Linked DNA regions of Rattus norvegicus: region 2 is linked to region 1. A link is a contact called in public Hi-C data. All regions are on one chromosome and are shown on one strand. The core of a region is the stretch at or near the end of the contact, and the rest is flanking DNA. Distances in the headings are between cores, read along the strand shown. Region 1 overlaps Cdh13 (cadherin 13). Region 2 overlaps Cdh13 (cadherin 13).

Region 1 (5,441 bases), core at 1,648-4,147:
CCCTCGCTTACAAGGAAGAACTAAAGGAGGGATGATGGGAGCCTCAGAAGTAAAGATGTGGGATGTTGTCCAAGGATGAAAGATTTGGTATATTATTTTGATACGGAATTTGATATTCCCTTTGAATTAAGCTAAAGTAGACCATCTATGAGGAAGAGACTATGGTGAGATCCCAACCTCTTCTTTCCTATCTATCCTAGCTTTCCTATCCTATCCTTCCTCAACCTATCTATGGCTCAGCCTCAGGAGCAGGGAAATGGGATATGTGAGGCCCACGTGTCCTGTTCCTGAAGGATATTACAGTTTCAAGGATTTAATGAGCCAATTTTAAACACCAATTTTAAAAATGAAATTATTGGCACTAATAATTAAATAACCTTAAAGCAGCAAATACCCAAAATATATCACTCTCTAATTATATTCCTATAGTTTCTCTTTGTGCCCATGACATGATCTGTAGATATGGCACAAGTAGAGGAATGGGGTACAATCACATAGCTTGTTCTTGGCGGTGGGAATCCTGGGGATCTAACCCAAGCCCTGTGCCTGGGGCCAAGCACTCGACCGCTGAGCTATATCCCAGCCACACAACCACAGATCTCTCGCAATCTGCCTGCATTCAGCGATGCTTGATTCGCAGCTTGCAATCAACCTTGTGGGGATATTCCCTTTATGGAAACAGGCAAAGACTACAAGCCAATGCTTGAGTGTAAGAAATGCCTGGATTCCCCAGGACTCTACAACATGCCTCTTGTTGATGCTTTCTGCAAGGCCTGGGTGGATTTTTCCCAGGTGGATTTGTTGCTCTGTGATCAACAAGTACTGATTTCTATTGATTTGTGTGTCTGTTTGTTGTTTGTTTGTTTAGGCTTGCTTCAGGAAATGTTGGCAACTTGGGCAACCGAGAGCTGGCAAAGGCACAGGTGTTAACGTCAGAGCTCGCAGCCATTTGGAGTCACATTAGTAGACAGGAGCTGACAAGATGATTTTGTGTTAAGAACACTCCCTGCTCTTGCAGAGGACCAAGGTTCAGTTTCCAGCACCCACATCAGGAACCCCACAGGCCACCTGTTTCTCCAGCTCCAGGAGATGTAATGCCCTGTGCCCTTCCTCAGAAATGTGTATGTATGTGGTGCGTATAAATCCACCTAGGCACACACACATATATTCATAAAAATAAATATTTAGACTGCATCATGGCCTTTTTGAAGACTTGTGTTTGTGTCCAAGCTCTCACACCTAGCAGTTTACAAACAATGTAACTCTACCTCCACATACGCATGTGCGCGTACACACATGCACACATACACACATGCATGCACCCAATTCAAGATAAAATAAATCTTAGAGTTGCAACAGTCATTCAGAAAATGTGCAAGTATCTATTAAAACCAGGCACCAGGAAAAGCTGTTTAGGACCCACAGGATGGTGCAGGAGAATGTTCTAGGTACTTGGAGCCTTGGTAGGTAGGACAGCCAGAGAAGGAGGGTGGCGCCGAAACAGAGGAAGAGGGAAAACTTCCCTTCTGCATCCTGCTTTCTATCTGTCATTGCCAAGGTCTTCGCCCAGGCATTGATAGTCCCAAGAAATCAGTTATTAGCTCTACTACATCCGTACTTATTATTCTATTCATCACACTCACACCTCGGGCCATCCCATTTACATAATGAGAAAGGGAATCTGCTGGAGAAGACGGGTGTGTGTTCAGTGTCACCAGCCTGCCTTGTTAGTTGATACAGTAAATAACACTTGCGTCCCAGGCTGAGGCTCTGGGGGACGATCTGCTAATTTTAGTTATCATCTTGTTTTCCCCAATTTGGTTGTGGAGCTTTTCATACAACTGCTCAGACGAAGAGACGTGGGCATTATTTCATGATGCTCGAGCCACGATGTTGCTGGGAGATGGACGTGACCCATCGGCTCCCCAACTGAGTGGTTCTGGCTGGATCGACTGCTTTCATTGCATTTTGTCCTGAGAGTGTTTTCGAAGACTCACCTGAGGATGGGCTCCAATTTCTCCTCTGCCCAGCAGCCCTGTATACTGCTAGACACTAAAAGCCCAGGCAGAGTGAGCCACAAAATTTGCAGGAATGGATGTAAGATGAAAATGTGGGGTTCCTTGTTCTTAAAGCAGGCTGAGAGTTTCAGCTTCTCCCCTTTCTCAGCTTACTGCGGTGTGTTTATTTACTACATGAAAAGCCAAAGGGCAAATACAGATCCTCTTAGATACCAGGAGCTCTCCCTTGTGGTTCTGTCTGGGCTGAAGCCACCATACCTGACTTAACTTGTGTAAGTCTCACAGCTCTGGTCCATGCTGAGACGCTGGGGTGGATGAGTTGGCTAAGAACCTGTCCCAGGAAAACAGGTCTGCCTGGGATATGAAGCAACAGACTCCAGCTCATTTGTCATTGGCCCAGTTAAACTTCATGTGTAGGACACTCTTAAAATACATTAGGGATTTTAAATCCATGACGGTTGAAACCAAATGCTATAAGTACGGACGTGTCTTGTGTACACAGAGCAACATGCAGGCTTTAATGGTCCATAGCTATGAAGCTACCCTTGACTGTAAACCCTGACCTGTGTTATCTGGCACTGGGACAGTTGACACACACCACAGGACTTTGCGCGTGACAGCATGCACTAAAGCATGCAGGTGTCAGAAATGGGGAAGTAAGTAAAGGAAGAGAGAGGGTGAGAGGGGCAGGGGGTCGGACTGAAGAGAGAACTGCTCCCATGTTTTTGCTGACAGATGCTTGCCCTTCATCCCTGCTAGAGCCGGCAGCTTCTCTGTCTAAATGAAAGCGTATTCAAAGGCAGTTGTTTCAAGTGACCAGTCATAGCATTAAAGGAGCTTGCTAAATATTTACTAACTGCGTGTGCTCAGCTGTAACCCAAATGTGGACTTTAAAGTCTTTGCCTCTGCTTTGGGGAAGAGGAGGCAGTGCCTCTGCTTTGGGGAAGAGGAGGCAGTGTAAGCCGAGCTCTTGATTCTAGATGTTAACAAGCTCCAGGTAGACTGAGGAGAGCATCGTTCATGCTGTTCTGTCCAACATCCGTTGGCTGGAAGTGTTCTGTCCGGTTTTTTTTTTCTTTCTTTCTTTTCGTTATCACAAAAGCAAAAGTACGTCATGTAAAGTCTTCCCGCTCTGCCTGAGACCTTCTTAAGGCAACAGCGAGAGGGAAACCAAGTTCAGCTTTCAAGCAATTCCTGGGCAGCAACTCCAGTTTCCCACTGGGTCATTAGAGTATAACATATAGACTGGAGGTCTTCTAGTCCATAAGAGGAAAATCCGGCGAGTTCCCCAGGAACAAAGAGAACACAATAAAAATGTAAGATAAAATTGGAGTCAGGCAGGAATACACCCTTGGGCCAAGATCTGTGAGGCTGGTTTTCCAAAAACAGATTAAAGAATAGACATCTTTCCTGGATGTCCAGGGAGGTTCTGGTCCTTTAGATCAAGACCTACCTTGTTTACTTAGCAAGAAAGATCTTCTTATTTCTGGCCAGAGAGCTCCTTACCATCTGCTTCCTGATTTATGTCTACCACTGTCCACCAAACACTGATGCCTGGGGGAATTACTCTCCACTTACCCTGTGTAACTCTGGCTTCCAGAACTCACACAAGCCGGTACAGTTAACGTAGGTGCCTCCTTTGAGCACAACACTTCCCCAGACAGTTGGCTGAAGGGGGTAGTTGAGAATTCTCAATCCAAGAATATGCCTTCCATGATGCTTAATTAGGAAGCTGGTTACTTTACTCCCATGTGCCCACCCCTCGACCTACAAAACATTCATTCTTATAGTTACTGGAAAAAAAAAATCTCAGCCAGAAGCTTCTATAGATCTCTCTGTATGTGTCTACTGATAACAGAAATGAGGGGATGGGGGTGATAAAGGAGTGGAGAGGAAGTGTTTTTCTGTCAAGCCTTTGCTTACATATAAAATAATCTAATGTATTAAATGTAATAAAGATGTATTCTATCTGCTGGGTAAGACCTGCACCCTAGACCATCCATGCAGAATGGTCTGGCATGGATCTTGAAGAACAGAGACAGTGGTACTCATCAAGACATCTGGTCTGTACAGGACTCGCAACAGGTTGGCATAGAGACAGAATTGGCTATTGTCATTTTACTTCCTGGAAATTCCCTGGTTTGTTACACAACAATGGACCTGTGTGCCCCATTCCTGTGCACTGTTCAATCACCGCCCATTCGTCCATTCGGGGTGTTCTCTTTCTTTCATCTGTCCTTTATTTGTCTTTTGGCAGCTGGGTCCCACTGCTGACTCACTTTAAGGTCACAATCCAAGGGAAACAAAACAACAAAACCCAAAGAAGCCCCGACTCTTGTTCACATGGAATCAAAGTTCAACTCTCAGAACAGCCTCTCCACTCATGACCACAGAGAGATTACTCAGAGCCCATTTTCACTGACAAATTGCACACACAATTAAGGGCAGGAACCATCATCTTGTCCTGGGAGTCAGAAGAAAAGGAGCAGAGTCTGCTCCACTTAGAGAACCCATTGCCTTGTATAGCAAAGGCCTCTTCCGAATAGGAACATGGGCAGGCTACAATAATGAGAGTCGTTTCCTGCAGACTGTGAATCCAGTCTCTTTTCTTAGCAGATGTACGTCACACTGTGGAGAAGCAGCCAGGCCTTTGGCAGAGTCCGTAGCTGTGACATTAAAAAGCCAGTGAGTCACATAGGACAGTCCAGCTTCTGGGTCAGATGGCAGTGGGGGGCAGGGTTAAAGAGGACACAGAAGACTTTTCGTCTAGACTTTTCTGCACTGAGAAATACTTGAAAACTCAGCAGACCTGATGATATGGTAAAGTCTTTGCTGCGCAAGATGAAGACCTGAGTTCGAATCCCCAGCACCTGTGTTTTAAAACTACTAGGCATTTACCACAGGGCTGTCACCCCAACGCTGGGGAGGCAAGGACAGGATGATCCTTGGGACTTGTCGGTCAGTCAGCCTAGTGAAATCAGCCATCTTCAGGTATCACTGAGAGAGATTCTCTTTCCCCCACTCCTCACAAAAAAAGTTGGATGGCTCCGGAAGGACAATGCTCAACAATGACCTTTGCTCTCTATATTCATCAATATTAGCAAACACACATGTACACACTTTCTCTCTCACATACACAACAGTCACCGCACACACACACACACACCCCTACACATACACACCACAAACACATACAAACATATGCAGACACATTCATTTTCCTCTACAAACCACATGCACACACACACACACACACACACACACACACACACACACACACACTCACCCCAGCACACGCATGGAATATTCTCAGTTGCAGCCTGTTGGAGAAGGGATCCAAATTGAAAAGAAAGTCACATTGTTTTTTTTTTTTTTTTTTCCCCCCGGAGCTGGGGACCGAACCCAGGGCCTTGCGCTTCCTAG
Region 2 (5,441 bases), core at 1,047-3,546, 120 kb before region 1:
CATCTTTCTAGAAAGAACTCAGTACCACCCAGGTCCCTTGATATTGCTGGGTTAGGGGAAGGTCAGTTCTTAAAATTTAGGAACTATATACATGCCTTTGATTTTTGCTTTTTCTGAGTCTCCTCTATAGAAACACAGCCTCTACTTATGTGACCTAATTCTAGACCAGAGAACTTGGACCTCCTGCGTTTCTCCCAGGAGTCTGAGCAGTAACTCCAGATGCTGACAAGGATTTGCAGCTAAGCTCTTCCCGCCAGGTTTCACAAGAGGACTATGTGGTGCATAGACCACACACAAATGCTTAAGAACCCAAGACAGAAACAGAAATCAAAGGAACAAGATACAGTCACATGTGTACCAAGTCTCATTTTGAGAGCTTGCTTTTATGAAACGCTGGCTCCTGTTTAATTTGATTGTAACATTTTATCACATTATTGTGAAAAAGAATACGACTTGCAAGGGTAGGACAAGGAGGTGGGTGCTGTGTCCTGTCGATATCTCCTTTGGGGTGCTATCTTATCTGTCCAAAGATTATTTAACTCTCTAGGAAATCACGAGCTATCCCCTCATTGTTGACAATTTGCTGGAGGTTGCAGACTTGGCGAAATTACATGGTAATTTGGAGTAGAGAAGAAAGGCATGCATTCAAAAGATAATTCTGATGGTAATAGGACACTAACCAGCTTTCTATAAGGCTTACCACACTTGCTTTAACCCAGTGATTCGTAATCATCTTAATACTACAACCCTTTAGTATGGATCCTCATGTTGTGGTGACCCCCAACCATGAAACAATTTTGTTGTTACTTCAGTACTGTAATTTTGCTACTGTAATGAATTGTAGTATAAATACTGATATGCTCTAACCTGCCTCCCTCTATTATTAAATTGCTTGCAAACATCTGACTCCTCCAATGTATGCTGGACCTTCCCACCTTCACCTCTTGTTTTGTCCTTAAGACAGGGTCTAGCCATGCTGCACAGATTTGTCTCAAATTTGACATCCTCCTGCCTCAGCCTCCTGACTCCCAGAATGACAAATGTGCATGATCACACCTATCTTTACTGTTTGCTTTGAAACATTATTAAAATCACTGGCATGTGACTATATACATATATACATATATATATACACATATATATTATACAGTAACTATATATATATATATACTCATATATATGTGCGTGTATATGTATATAAATATTCACATTTTTATTTCTTTGAAATAATTACATTTCTATTTACCTATGTTTGTTTGCAGAAACATCTGCACTCGCCTAGCTCCAAGTTCTTACTGCTTAAAAACCCTTAAAGCTCTAGTTCTATCCTCTCCTGAGGCCTCCTTGTTTAGGTGGATTTGTGATCTACATAATTTCCTCCCCACCACCCCATTTAATTAAACATCTTTCTTCAAAGTATAGAGCTAGTTAGGTTTACCAAACCCTGCCTTGATTTTGTCTGTAGGAAGAAAGCTCTGGAAGGGTGATCAGAGTTGCCAGCATGAGATCCCATGCCCTCAGGCATAACCCATGGCTTCTCTCCCTCTCCTGACTGTAGACCAGGGTGTGATTCTGGTCCACACTTCCCTGCTACTCTGGACATCCCTTGAGCAACCACTGACATCAATGGACCTGGATGTCCCTAATTCAGGTCTGGGCTCAGCTTCACACCCTTCATAAGCACTTGGAATGGACAGCATAATGTGTACCGAGCAGGATTTACGTCCTCTTTCCTCATCTCCATTCCAATTCACAGTCCGTCCTTCCACTGCAACAAAGCACCGTGGTCACCACATGGAGAGGGCGACTCACATTCGACACTGTTTCCCAAGCGTTAACCACATCTCTCCCCTGTTACTCAGAATCCATGTTTCCTCATTTGGAGTCCCCCTTCCCTCTGTAGGATCTAATATATACATATGGAAATGAAAACCAGTTTAAGTTAAAAATAGACCCTCTGGGAGGTCTCCCGAATCAGCTGACATGTGCGGTTCGCAGGGATCTGGATGGCTGACAAATGTTCTGGCTTGGGAGAGGAAAGAAATCAGCTGGTATGGCAGTCGGCCCCTTTGCAGGAATGGCCTGCCAAGATGCCGTTTACCAAGTTGCAAACCAGTAGGGGAATAGCATAGGGGAAGAACGAGCCACCACTCTCTGCTGCCCCAGAAGCAGCTGGCAGAGGGGGACGACCAGATGAACATCTTCTTGCAAGGATGATAGTAACAGTCTATAGTTTCCCAAAATCCTGGAGGCTCGGCCTACTTCAAGTGCGTCATAACTCGCACAGCAGCAAAGCCCAAATGGCGTGATACTATCTGTGGTCCTCACTTGAACTGGATCAGGGTAAATATTTGTACGTCCTACTACTGAAGCAGCAGTCTGTCTCGTGACAGGGTGTTGCTCCACCGCCCGCTGGTAGGATGGTGCAATATTCATCTGAAGTACCCTGTGACCTCTGACTGTTCCAAAACAGATCCTGACTGATTCTCAGGAGGAAACTCTTCTTAAACATTCTTACCCTCTGTCCAGAGACCAAGAAGGGGGGAAGTGCGGGGTCAGGAAAAGAAGTGTATATACCTCAGAACACAAAAGTACCTACACAGAAGCCACAGATGGGAGCTTGGGAAATGGCTCAGACAGGAAAGTGCTATTCCACAGAACCCATGTAAAAAGCTAGGAAAGATTGTTCGTGTTTATAATCCTGTGCTGGGAGGTTAAGGTTGATAGATCTAAGGACCTTCCTGACAACCAGCTTTGCTGAACTCTTTCAGGTCAGTGACAGAGTGGTACTATTTCAACTAATCCACATGCAGATACCCTCTTTTGCCATCCCCCCTACTAAGACCCCACCTCAGGACTCACATGCTATGACTGCGGACTGTTCCCCATGCATGAGAAGTTAGAACTGTGTGCGCATGAAAGGTGGCTGGGTATGAGAGACCACGAACTCAGTCAAGAAAAAGAAAGCTTGAGAACACTTGGGCTGGCAAGTATTTCCCATGCCTTCCCTTCTTGATCTCCAGACAACAGAAGATTTCCATAAAAATGAAGGTGAAAGGGACGGACCAAGGGCGCTAAGCAGTTATTAGGATGTGTGCGAATTTGTTCCATTATGGGATAATAAGATCCTCGGCCTTCTCAGACTATTTAAAGCCATGCTTAATCTTTCCCAATTTGCATCTGGCTGCCTCACTCATTAAGCGTCCCGATCCACGTGGCTCTAATGCCTTCAATTAGGAGGTACTCCCGTAAATCCATATGTTCCTGTATTCCTAAGCCCTTGAAGAAAAGCGGAAACAAAAGAGATTTATGACAGTTGCAGGACCATGTGAATGAAGATACTCAACAGGTTGGAGAGCCAGGCCAGATGGCGACACTTAGACTCTGATGTTCCTAATTAAGCAATCTGCCCACCAGCATGGCCAGCAAGAAGCCTGGCACGACAGGATGGTTGTCTTCATCCCAAGCCACCTAAGACATCTCCATTTCCCTGTGTGCTAACTTCTACAAACGTTTGTGTATGGTGTACAGCCTGCAGTCATAGGATTCGAGCCCTGAAAGGGAGTCTTAGGGACAAAGCACGGTCCCTCATATGTGGGCTCTCTTGCTTGTACTACCAGTCCAACATAATTTCTTCTTCAGAAGTTCAGAATCAAGGCCAACAAGAACACTCAATCTTCTTGGACACCATGTCTAGTTCGGTGATAGGGAATGTCCCAGGTTGGCCCATTCAGTTAGTCATGACATGCTTGCTGGGATGCCTGAGAAAGAAAGGCTCTAGGTGGTTGAGTTAGGAGAAGAAACGGAAGAGGACGCAGTGGCCACCTTGGACACATCTGAGAGAGGAGATTGTAACAGACACTTCAGAAAACAGAGCTGAGGAATAGGGGGCCATATCATGATGCCACGGAACCGCCTACACCCAGGTTCTCTCACAGCCAACTCAAACCTGGACATTTCAATGTGGGAGATGCTAATTGTACTAGTTATTTTGAAACGTCAACTGGACGCAACTTCCAGTCGCCTAAAAAGACAGTCTTTATGGGGAATTATCTAGATCAGATTAACCTCTAGGGACATGTCTGTGGGGAATTATTAACTGTTAATACAGGAAGACTCAGACCATTGTGGGCAGCACTATTCCCTATGCAAGGGGTCCTGAGTAACATGGAAGAGAAAACATTAACTGAGAGCATGAGGAGGCACATTTGCCCTTGACTCTAGAGCGATGTGACTTGCCTCTTGAGGCCCTTGTGTGTCCCTCCTCCAAAAACATGGTCTTGGGATTTTAAGTCAAACAAATCCTTTCTTGTCCTAAGCTGCTTTTTCTCAGGGTGATTGTCGTGGCAACTGAAATGAAATCAGGAACTTTACATGGTTTTGATGGACCTGCATGGAGGTGAGGTACTACTGATTGCAACCAAATAGCCCTCATTAACACGCCTTGGTGCATGAATGGCAGCCAGAGGGCCAAAGAGTCAGGAAGTCAGTGTTTCAACCAGGAAGTTGGCTGCAGATTCCCACTGTCCTTTCTCTCCCTCTCCCTCCCCCTCCCCCTCTCCTTCCCCCTCTCCGCCTCCATCCCCCTCTGGCTCTGCTCCTGCCCTTCTGTTTCCCAATCCCACTGCCAGCGCCCCCCCACCCCCATCGAATCCTGTTCTGATATGCCTTGTCTTAACCGTCCCATCTTTCAGCTTCTGAAATGGCTGGAGGCCAGTCTGAGCCCCACCCCTCTTCCTTCCCATCTGCCTCCTGTTCTGAACCCCCAGAACTCCCACCTCTCGCTCAGCTCTCACACACGGGCCCCCGCTGGAACACCACCTGTACTGACAATTCAAAAGTCTTAGCAATAGATTATGAAGTCTTTGGCCAATTACCGAGTATATCCACAGGAGTGCAAATGCTGAGTTCTATGCTAGCTGTTTGCTTGCCTAATAACTGCCCAGCCTGTTTACCAAAGTGGCTGCAATTTTCTTTCCCATCAACAGCCTAAGGGTTCTGACACCCCTATATTCACATCAGCATTCACCATCCCCCTATTTTCTCCAGGATACAAGGAGGTCCCTTTTAGTTTTGATGTGTACATCCTTGATAACTGGAAACTGAGCATTACTAACAGAATCCTTTCATCTAACACTGCCCAGGGTTTTTGACCAGGAACAATGGCCGCTGTCCATCATAGCAATGCCAAGGGCTTTCTCTAGGGCGCCCTGCTTGGTTCCCAGGTGAGCTTGGAGAGCCGTGGTGACTTCACACAGGTGAACTGAGAGGCCTGTAAGGAGCAAGCAGTACAAATGAGGAAGCCCAAAGGGATGGCAGGGCCGCAGGGAAGCCCCGGCTACCATTGTTTCAGCATTGTTTCTGGAAGCCAATATTTCAGGGCTTACTGTAGACCAGCTGCTATTCAAAGTCCTTCACACAGATTAACAGTTAATCTTCTG

The links. Hi-C and Micro-C count contacts between places; a contact is called where the count stands out from the background.
Region 2: a contact with region 1 is called in a Hi-C map of liver, with 4 times the contacts expected there. The contact joins two enhancer-like sites. A contact is called at or near these places in 2 of 12 Hi-C or Micro-C datasets (both in liver).

Annotation. Positions count from the first base shown.
Region 1 is chr19:63,367,482-63,372,922 of GRCr8, reverse strand. All of the region lies in intron 1 of Cdh13 (cadherin 13), which reads right to left. Among named protein-coding and RNA genes, the nearest start is that of Cdh13, 110 kb to the right of the region's middle. Within about 2 kb of position 2,897, at least 3 of the 93 cell types and tissues checked have an H3K27ac peak or open chromatin away from gene starts, as enhancers often do. A contact at or near this core is called in liver, where this site is marked.
Region 2 is chr19:63,488,671-63,494,111 of GRCr8, reverse strand. All of the region lies in intron 2 of Cdh13 (cadherin 13), which reads right to left. Among named protein-coding and RNA genes, the nearest start is that of Cdh13, 230 kb to the right of the region's middle. Within about 2 kb of position 2,296, at least 6 of the 93 cell types and tissues checked have an H3K27ac peak or open chromatin away from gene starts, as enhancers often do. A contact at or near this core is called in liver, where this site is marked.